2 separate regions of the Zea mays genome follow, and region 1 is linked to region 2. A link is a contact called in public Hi-C data. All regions are on one chromosome and are shown on one strand. Each heading gives the region's core, a stretch centred on a gene start, on an enhancer-like site or on the middle of the called end of the contact. The rest is flanking DNA. Distances are from core to core; before and after follow the strand shown.

The links. A called contact is a pair of places that touch in the nucleus more often than the background predicts.
Region 1: a contact with region 2 is called in a Hi-C map of bundle sheath, with 2.2 times the contacts expected there. The contact joins the promoter of LOC100283981 here to the promoter of LOC100284586 in region 2. A contact is called at or near these places in 7 of 25 Hi-C or Micro-C datasets (bundle sheath, ear, endosperm and 2 more).

What each region holds. Positions count from the first base shown.
Region 1 is chr7:145,336,744-145,342,080 of Zm-B73-REFERENCE-NAM-5.0, reverse strand. It overlaps LOC100283981 (proteasome subunit beta type 4), which reads left to right and starts at 3,861. Exons shown (of 6, transcript NM_001156879.2): 1 at 3,861-4,176. The coding sequence starts at 4,064. LOC100277031 reads left to right here. Exons shown (of 6, transcript NM_001407169.1): 1 at 1-31; 2 at 758-909; 3 at 1,824-1,973; 4 at 2,067-2,314; 5 at 2,574-2,729; 6 at 2,837-3,333. The coding sequence starts at 859. The coding sequence ends at 3,002.
Region 2 is chr7:145,114,238-145,119,256 of Zm-B73-REFERENCE-NAM-5.0, reverse strand. LOC100284586 reads left to right here and starts at 3,340. Exons shown (of 1, transcript NM_001157481.2): 1 at 3,340-4,218. The coding sequence starts at 3,467. The coding sequence ends at 3,964.

The DNA of each region.
Region 1 (5,337 bases), core at 2,612-5,111, 220 kb before region 2:
CGTCCAGCTTCCAAGCGCCGCCTCCTCAACGGTCAGTGCCCACTCGCTTGCTGCTTTCTCTTAGTAGTTGTAGTCGTTTTTTAACGGGAAATACAGCAGGGAAGCCACCAGCCCACCACTATAGGATTTTATTCATTGAAAAATAGTGTTGTAGTTATTATTATCTCTATTTAGGACTTGCTGTTGTCAATTGTCCTGTTTCTTGCTTAATTCGCTACCGCCATGCTGTCTTTCTGTTCTACTGCTAAAACACTTAATTTTTGTGGTCGTTGAATGAATTGTTAACCAAACCCAATTGCAGAAGACATTCATCCACTAAATCGTCACATGATCCACCTTAGTTCATAAGTTTATACCACCCTAGTTATAGGTCACTTGGTCAGTAGCTGCAACTTGCAAGTGATTTAGGGTTTAATAAAAAATTTCTGGTAGTAAAGTTGAAAGGTATGGTTTGAGGAGAGTGAATGGTATCATGTCGAATTACAGTACATTACAATTTACAAGTAAATTGATTAGTCCTCTGGTCTGTTGATTAGTCGCATGTTTTTCCTGTGTAATTGCCTCTGTTCTTCTTCTTTAGGGGCTAGGTTCGTTGTAATCATTTGACCGTGGGGATGTTTGTACTACATTCTTATTTCTCTTAAGGAAAATCATGCTAATGCACGGCCGCGAAAAAAAAGTAAATCGATGAACAAATCTACCTAACTTATGATTTCTGTTGGATTTTAACTCTAGTCTACCTCTTTGAAATTAAAAGGCTGTGCTGTGGTTGTTGATGAACAAACCTAGTTGTTGCCAGATATCCTGTTTCTCTGCACTGGGTTGCGGCCTGTGGTACTGGTCGACTATGGTGGCACAATGCCTCAGCTACAAGAAAATCTTTGTGGCCTGCTATATCATGCCCGGCAGGTAATTTCGTGACTTCGATGTATCAAATATTAGGATTCTCTGTACCAGTTCAACACAGAATCAGGTATTGCATATGGATCATTTTTCTCCACTGCTAATTGTCATCCGACTGACAATAAACGATCGCCGGAAATAATACTGCCATCTGTAGTGTTACTCCCTTGCAAGCGCATCAGAATGATGTGGTTCTGGTCACTGTTTAAATTTCACCCACGTCAGCACTGTATGCCCTTTCCCCTTCACTCACCTGGCAAACCCCTGTTCTATGGAAGGATCCTTGTGCCAAAAGACATAAGTTTTTTGGATCTTGATAGTGACTAGAAGTTTGTAATATGTATATTGCTCTGCCATGCAACAGTTACATTTACAACAGATATCTTGAATAGTAATGTTATTTTATTTCTTTTTCTTAAATAGTCCTCATATTTAACTTTGTTTTTATATCATACTATGATCTTAGTTCGTAACTCTAGCCACAAAAAATAAAAAAAACGGGGGTGTATATCTTTAGGATTGGAGGGAGTTGTGATGGGAAGTCGAAGTCCGGTGGCCGGTGTAGGTAGTGGCTGCGGCGGCCTTCCCTCCACTTCCGCGTAGAGATAGATCGGATCTCACTAGTCTGTGTATGGATGAGGATGTACAATGAATGTTGGTTCGCGTACCGGCCTTGATCCCTATTTATTTACATGGTATGAAAGGGGGCCACCACCAACACGGTCAGGATGCGAGTGAGGTCCGACTCGATCCTCTGACAGAGTCCGGATGAGATCAACCCAACAAAACTGACCTGTGTCCTGTTCAGTTTCCAACTGTTTCCATAACCAAACTACTATCTTTAGTAGAGGTTATTTGGATGTCCTCTGTATATCCAACTGCATCCAGTTTCGGCATATTGAGTCATGCTTGACTTGCAGGAAACAAGCATATTGAATCCACTCCGCGTGATGATTATTGGAGATATGCTTTACTTGATCCATGTTAAAGGACTTGCGGAACATGCATCACCAAACGCAAGGTCGCAGCAAGGGCTAGCTTTCGTGGACCTAGAGAAAAGATGTTGCAATGTATTTACCTTCTCAGACCACACTTTTGTATTTCTGTCTACTGTGAAGTGAATGTGTAGTATTTGTTGTTAATGAAAAGTTGTTTGTGTTCAGCTGCTTACAACCATAGAAGAGAATGACACTGTGCTGGAGCTTGTATCCATACAAGATCAATTCACAGCCAAATTTCCTCTAGATCTGTCTGATGTTCGACCTGGAATAACAAAGCAAATGTCAGGAAATCCACAGAGTACTGTTGTTGCAGAGTGCACTGACAATCACGTTGAGGACAGGACCCTATTGGTCGTTGATCTGAGTAGCTTCCTCGAGAACACCCAGATTGCCTTGCCTTCTCTGAATGGGTAATTTCTGGTTCTGTGTCATCAAAACTGTAACCATGAAATTCTTGATCTAGTGAAACCACTGTTTGAACACTTGGAAGAAAAAAACATTTGCACAGCGGCATCAGCATAAAAAATGGCAAATTTATTCGTTTTGATAGTTCTAATAACATGTAACAGAGGTGTGGTTCATACTGCCATTGTTATGGATGCTATCTTGATTAAGTTTTGACATTTGCTCTGCTCTCTGAATAACATGCTTCTGTTTCAATATCTGCAGGTGGCTTTTAGGTTATCCGGTAACATATTTGTTCCGCAATGCAAGTTCTGAGGCAGCGATACAGAACCTCTCAAGGCAGTCTCTGCATATCTACCGAGTATATGTGTGCGGAAGTTATCGGTCAGCTGGCGAACGAAGAGAAGAGGAACTGATGAGGTAAAGTGCATCGATTTGTAAGCAGCCCCAGTCGGCAGGTCCGCTCTTTCCTTTGGGAGCGGGATTTTACATGGAATCTTGTAAACTAGCTGTAGTATGGTTGCCAGTTTTTCAGTTCCATGTGGCGCGAGCACGAAGCGTGATGAAGAAGTATGGGCTAGATCGTTCATAGCTCGCATGAATGAGAAGCTCAGGCGATGCAGCCAAGTCTGGGCATCCATAAGGCTAGAAGTCGAGGTTTTCCAGAGCCAGTCGCAGGTCATTGTGTTGTAGTTGAGATCAGTATGGCTGTTATTACGGGCTGATGGCATAAACTCCTTATACAAAGCGACGTGTCTCAGAAGTATCACTGCCCTGGGCCAAATAAACGAGTTGGATACAAGTCATGCATGCAGAGGCCGGAGGTCATATCCATTATATATTTTATATATTTATCTAAAAAAGCCATTATATTATGCTCGAATTATTGAGCAGTTTATGTCACTATAAATTCAAATTCGTTTTAGTCGTTTCTGTTGACTTTGTATAACCTAATCCTTGACGCCGACATGTCTTTTATATTTACATCAAAATCACAAAGGATGAATGCTCGAGTTACAATTTGAAGTTGTTGTTGTTTTGTTCCACGTGCTCTTGGACTCAAGGGTCTGTTTGGTTCAGGTGTTTGTTTCCAAAAATCTGATTTCGCTGAGTTGTGACTGTTAGAAAGATGTCGTGAGCTGATGATTATGAAAAAAATAAAATATGTTTGGATGAAATAATTGTCAACTATAGATTCTATAAAAATATGATAGCTTAGTAATATAGATGACCGTATATGAAAAATCAAGGTAGGTGATTCTAAGGTGTGGTTTATAAAGACTAATTTTTAGTCACTCCATTTTATTACCTAAATTATTAGATTTCGTATTTAATAATTTAAGGATTAAAAATTAGTTCATAGAAATCAAAGACCCACTAAATTAAACTAGTTGTTCGAACCTTATTGAGAAAGCTGAACTAAATTCATCCTCAGTCTTGTCGGCCTAAATCGAATTCACCCAGTCTTTTCGGTCTAAATCGATCTGGCACATTGTTAGTACTCCTGCTACGTACTATGTTTCTAGTAGCCCACAAGATCTAGCCCAGTCCAAACCTTTCGATCCGTGGTGTGTTGGATCTGAACCCAAGCTCCGAGTCGCTTTCGGGGTGGGCATTCTCCTCTTCGTCTTCGGTTGCAAGAAAGAAAAAGGTCACCCCTCTAACACCACGCCGCCGCCGTTTGCTGCTCGGCGCCTCTCCTCACAACCCGTACGCCAACGTCTCCAATCTCGTATACTTTCGTGCTCAGCATCATGGACGGCTTCCCCAAGAGCGTCGGCGGTGGCGGCCCTAACATTCCGGCGGGATCCCACCCCGCAGGCGGGAGCCAGGCGGCGGCAGGAGGAGGCGCGACGCAGCGGACGCAGTAAGTCTGTCCGCCTATGTTCGGTTCTTGCGTTCGTGGTTCAGATCGCGACTTCGCGTTACTTTGCCTACCCCCCCTCCTCGTCCTCCTCCTTCGGGTGAAGATTTCGGTGCTTCCGGTCGCGGTTCAGATCCCTACTTTGCGTTACTTCGCTCCGCTTCTTTTGGGCGAAGATTTGAGCAAATTTTGCGGTGGACTATTAGTCGAATATTGAGAAAATTGATATTTTAGGACCGATAATATTAGGTTTCGCATATTTATGACTTCAAACGTTGGCTTTGCAAAATTAGTACTTATATCATTGACATCTTGATTAATACGACATCATAGTTTATTTCTTGTTTTCTAATCCGTTTTCTAAAATGCTTGCCATCTAAGATGACTCATGTCCCTGTGTCAGCTGCTACGCTTAGAGAGTGCCAGGAAAAATATCAAAAAAAATAAACAAAAAATAGAGATCAACAGGACTTGAACCTTGACTGCCAAGTTCAAAAAATAGTACTTACACCACTATGCTAACTAACCTTATATGATCTTAGGGTGTGTCGTGGCCCATATGGACCACCCACTCCCCTGCTGTGTCATTAATTGTGTGAGTCTGATCCTTGTCCGCCACACCATATTCGTTTCTGCCCTCCGCCTTGAAGTGTACACTAGATGAGAGATCGGATCAGAACAGTGGCCTGCATGACCTGTTGTTTTGACTCGAAGCAAGACCAGAAGAAGGTAGCTGATCCACGGAAAAAAGAATGAACAGATTCGGCTTTAGGGGCTTCATATAGCTTCCAACTGATGAAGCAAATTCCATGTGGCAGCATCCAAACTCTGATGTCTTGCAACTGATCTGAATAGCTGAAGCCAAGACACACTAGCCTGTCACTCATCACATTTTTTGGTACCTGAAACTAGGTGCGCACAGATTAGCTTGGTTGTCGAGAAGCAAAAGCTGCTTAGCCTCAAGGTCTGTTGCCACCTTTTCACCAATGGGGAGAACCAATTCAATATTAGTCATTTGATCTTGTATAAACAGAAAAACCAACCAATGTATTGTAGACAAAATAAGAACGAACTCTAGTATTTATGGGATGTCAAATAACATGACAAAGGAGAGGCGGCTGGGATCGAGCAGCAATAGAAAGAAAGAACCTAGAGTTGCTAGGG
Region 2 (5,019 bases), core at 2,091-4,590:
AATAAAGAAATAAAGCAGATGAACATGGTGATTTGTTTTACCGAGGTTTGGTTCTTGCAAACCTACTCCCTGTTGAGGTGGTCACAAAGACCGGGTCTCTTTCAACCCTTTCCCTCTCTCAAACGATCACCTAGACCGAGTGAGCTTCTCTTCTCAATCAAACGGGACACTAAGTCCCCACAAGGACCACCACACAATTGGTGTCTCTTGCTTTGATTACAAGGAACTTGAAAGCAAGAATAGAGGAAGAAGAAAAGCGATCCAAGCGCAAGAGCTCAAAAGAACACAAAAGTCTCTCTCTCTCTCTCTCTAGTCACTAATTTGTTTGGAGTGATTCCAGACTTGAGAGAGGATTTGATCTCTTTGTTTGTGTCTTGGAATGAAGTCTAGAGCTCTTGTATGAGGTTTGATGGCTGAAAACTTGGATACATTGAAGTGTGGTGGTTGGGGGGTATTTATAGCCCCAACCACCAAAATAACCGTTGGTGAAGGCTTCTGTCGTATGGCGCACCGGACAGTCCGGTGCGCCACCGGACACTGTTTGGTGCGCCAGCCACGTCACCAGGCCGTTGGGTTCCGACCGTTGGAGCTTTTGACATCGGGGCCACCGGACAATCCGGTGGTGCACCGGACAGTCACTGTTCACTGTCCGGTGCGCCTTCTGGCGCCTGCTCTGACTTCGGCACGCGCAGTTGCACTGTTCACTGTTTACTGTAACGTTGCAGACGACCGTTGGCGCTTGGAGCCGTTGCTCCGCTTGGCACACCGGACAGTCCGGTGAATTATAGCGGAGCGGCCTCCCCGAATTCCCGAAGGTGGCAAGTTTGGAGTTGAGCTCCCTGGTGCACCGGACACTGTCCGGTGGCACACCGGACAGTCCGGTGCGCCAGACCAAGGCTGCCTTTCGGTTGTCTTTTGCTCTTTTAATTTGAACCCTTTCTTGGACTTTTTATTGGTTTGTGTTGAATCTTTGGCACCTGTAAAACTTATAATCTAGAGCAAACTAGTTAGTCCAATTATTTGTGTTGGGCGATTCAACCACCAAAATCATTTAGGAAAAGGTGTAAGCTTATTTCCCTTTCAGGTTTTAAATCCCTAGGCCGCGGAGGATTCGCGCACAGGCGAACAGAATTCCGCCCACGGCGAGCGCAAGTCGCGACGGGGATAGAGATGACACATGGGCCCTAGTTGTCCGCGTCCTTGGTGCTCCAGCACGTGTGGGGAGCACGATCTGACCGGCGGGCCCCACGCGACAGGGACATGGTCCCGAGAGGTGAGTTGGGTGGGCCGACGGGAGTGAGGTAACAGGGAGATGAGCCGGGGATAGAGGAGATTCGGCCCAGGTAAGCCTTTTCTCTTTTCTTTTTCTATATTTTTGGTTTCTCATTTCTAGATTCAAATTCAATTCAAATCTAGTTTTGAATTTTGCACTCAAGTATCGATGCACAACAAAAAGAACTCAACATGAATGCAAATCCATAATTTTGTTTTATTTATTTATTTATTCCACTCTGTCTACGAAACTGCTTTCGAGTACACTAATTACACACAATGTATATTAAGAAGATAATCTCTAATCCCTTTTATTTATTAAAATATACTTTAGCTTAAATATTTTGTAGTATAGACTCAAACATATTATTCAACTAGTCGGTTGCCCGTGCGTTGCGACGGCTTACAACAATACCCACGTAAATTATTCATAAAAAAATCAAGATTTTTTATTGATTGTCTCCGCTCTCTGTATAATATTTTTTGATTTGGCTAACTGATGTTATTGTTTACTCCATGCAATATGTCTTGGTACAACATGGCTAATAAAGTGAGCGATTAGAAAAGAGTTCACAACGACTGACTGAATGAACAGAGATTATAAAATGACATAATTCCATCATACATAGACCAAATAATACAAAGTTTGTGAGCTCAAGTTTCTAAAATAAGTCTCATGAAGTCAAACTTATAAAAAAGATAGATCAAAATATGGAGTAATTGCTAAAGTCAGGCATCAATTAAAACTGGATGCGCTCCATATAAATTATGCTACTCCGTAGTAATTACTAACGTTTAAAACCAACAAATAACCTTTCATTTTGCTGTTAGTGTGACAAATCATTGTTGCTCCATCCAATTCAGCAACCTCAAACACCATGTAGTCCATTGCGTCAATGTGGTCTCAGAAACGACCTAATGTTTGCAAGAGCCAAGAACGTAGTGCCGTGCTTGGGCTGTAGCCTCAGCCCGTAGTGCTGGCCCGACCCGACACGCTATTTTTTTATTTTAAAAAAACGTATATACCTATATACAATTTATATTCAATATTAAAAACATCTTAGCATGATGTTTTACTGGTTAGACAGCTTCACCCAGTGTCTCTCGTCCTTCTTTCATTAGGACATGGGTTCAAACCCCACCTCCTGCACCATTTTTTAACATTTTACTCTGATTTAATTAAATGGGTCGACGGGCTAACGGGCTGGCCCGACACAGTTAGCAAGTCGACATAGAGCCATAGTTGTGGTCCGCGTGCGTCTAGCCCGTGCCGCCGTTTGGTCATCTATAGACGTGATGTGAGGGGTTATTTGTAAAAAGATGACGCATGACGATCGTTGAAACTGATGTTTTAAGTATAGTATAGATAACTCAACTCATATAAGTACCACTTTTCTATTAACCTTTTGTTAGAAACCACATTTATTGAAATCTTGGGGTCAAATCTTTCTAATTCTCGAAGTTAGAATCTTATGGTGTTACAACGACGGAGGGAGCAGACTTGGCTCAACTCGATTTGATAAAATTTTGGGTCCGTGGATACAGAAGGCTGGTGCTGTTTTCCTGCCGCGACGCGTCGGTGCCGCCAGTAAAAAAACTTGTGAAGCGCGGAGGACGAGTGAAACCCACTGACTTTTAACCGAAGGGATTCACAGTAGTTCTCTAAATAAGTCCCTAAATACAAATTTAATTTTTTTTTCCTCCAACCATTATGTAAAATAAATGGTTAAATTTATAAAGTCCCTACCTAATCCTATATTGTTGCTAAATGTAGCAACCCCTTCTTCACTCCATAAATATACATGGATCCAACAAAATATTTGGCAACTAAAATAGAAAACTATTAGAGAACATATAATTTTTTTTACTTCCTCTAATCCTCTTATTGTTAAGCAACTCCATGCGTCTGTTTTTAGAGATGCCCCAGCTGTCATTAATTGATTGGAGTCAAGTCAAATCATAGGTTTTCGTTTTGCATGCACAGGCACAGTTGGGCCCGAAGTGTTTCATGTCAAAGCCCTGAAGGCCAACTTATCAGCGACCCAGCACCCCTCAGTCCCTCAGCGACTCTGGGGCTCTGGGCTCTGGGCTCTGGCCTAGCCTCCACTGTCTCCCAGTCCCCAGGTCCTCATCGGCCTCCGGTCTTCTGGTCTCCCCAGATCTCCCACCGGGGAACCCTACCCGAGCATCAGCCATGGCGATCGCGGCGCGCGTCCTGCGCCGCCTCCCGCTCCACCTCTACCCCTCGCTCGCTCGCTCTTTCTGCGCAGTTTCCCCGGCCGCCGCCTCGGCCGCCCCGGCGTCCGCCTCGGCCGCCCCGGCGTCCGCCAAGGTCGCCGATCGCATCGTGCGCGTCCTCGCCATCGATCTCGAGGGGGCGCGCCGCGAGGTCGTCGGCCTCTCCGGGCAGACACTCCTCCGCGCGCTCGCCAACGCGGAGCTCATCGAGCCGGCCTCCCACCGCCTCGAGGATATCGACGCGTGCTCCGCCGAGTGCGAGGTCCACATCGCGCAGGAGTGGCTCGACAAGCTGCCGCCACCGTCCTACGAGGAGCGGTACGTGCTCACGCGCGCGTCCAGGAACCGCGAGCTCAACAAGCACGCGCGCCTGGGCTGCCAGGTCGTCCTCACGCCGGAGCTGCATGGCATGGTCGTCGCTGTCCCCGAGCCTAAGCCGTGGGACATCCCGTAATGGCCTGCCGCGACGAATGGCAAGGTGCGGCTTTCGACGCTGTGAGCCTTCCTTCATTCCCCTGGCTCGGTCAAGCTTGTGCGCCTCTGCCATACCCTTTTATGTTACGGATTTGATGAAGAATAATAGTTTGATGGGAAAAACCTGCCATTGGTTAACTTTTGTTCTTTTGAATGTGGAGTGTAATGGATGCTGTAATGTGGAATCCCGTTGCAATTACCGCAGTTCAATGTTTCATGGTTTTAAGTTTTGTACTCTGATGAATAGTTGATTGGTCTTTTCATTTCCATCTTCAGAAGAAAATGCAGAACAATAGTAGAATACGAAGACTGGTCTAATGTAAGCATGTGCCTAAACGATTTTCTATGTTCTCTCAGAGTTCTTGATGTGCCTGCAAGGTACTAGGTACATGTGTAGTAACTCATAGTTCCGAAACTGAAAATCTTTTGATGCCCTTGGTGCTGGTCTATCTGTGATCTAACTCTTATCGGATGTTATTGTCAATCGAGACCCAAGGCAATGCAATTAACATAAGCTTATTGAAGTTTCAAAATGTGTAGTCTACAATATCCAGCAGACTGGTCTTATTTAACAGGATTGCATAGGCGTTATGTTTAGCATATTATGTAATGCACTAACGAGAGGAAGTTAAGGTAACATACTTTCAACTTGAATCGTGTGCCTGTCTTTCAGTCTTTCTAATTTGGTTTTACAGTTGGTGAAAGAACTTGCTTGTGGCAATGTTTAGATTTTTTGAGGTTGGGTTGCTGTTTACTCATATTCCAGATCACTTTGGCCCCATTTCCTTCATTGCAATGGCATGTGCTTTGGAGGTTGGAACTTGTATTGCCCTGTTGTTGTTCTGTCCACCGAACTTCAAATAGGTGTGCCCCCTTCTGCCATTCATACCAATAGCCCCTCCAACGCTTCATACAGGTTACAAATAGGTGTACCCCCCTTCTGCCATTCATACCATGATAGGGCAGTGGGTTCACCGTTTAGGCCCTGTTTGGGAACAAAGTTTTTGAAAACCACAGTTTTTGAAATACTATACT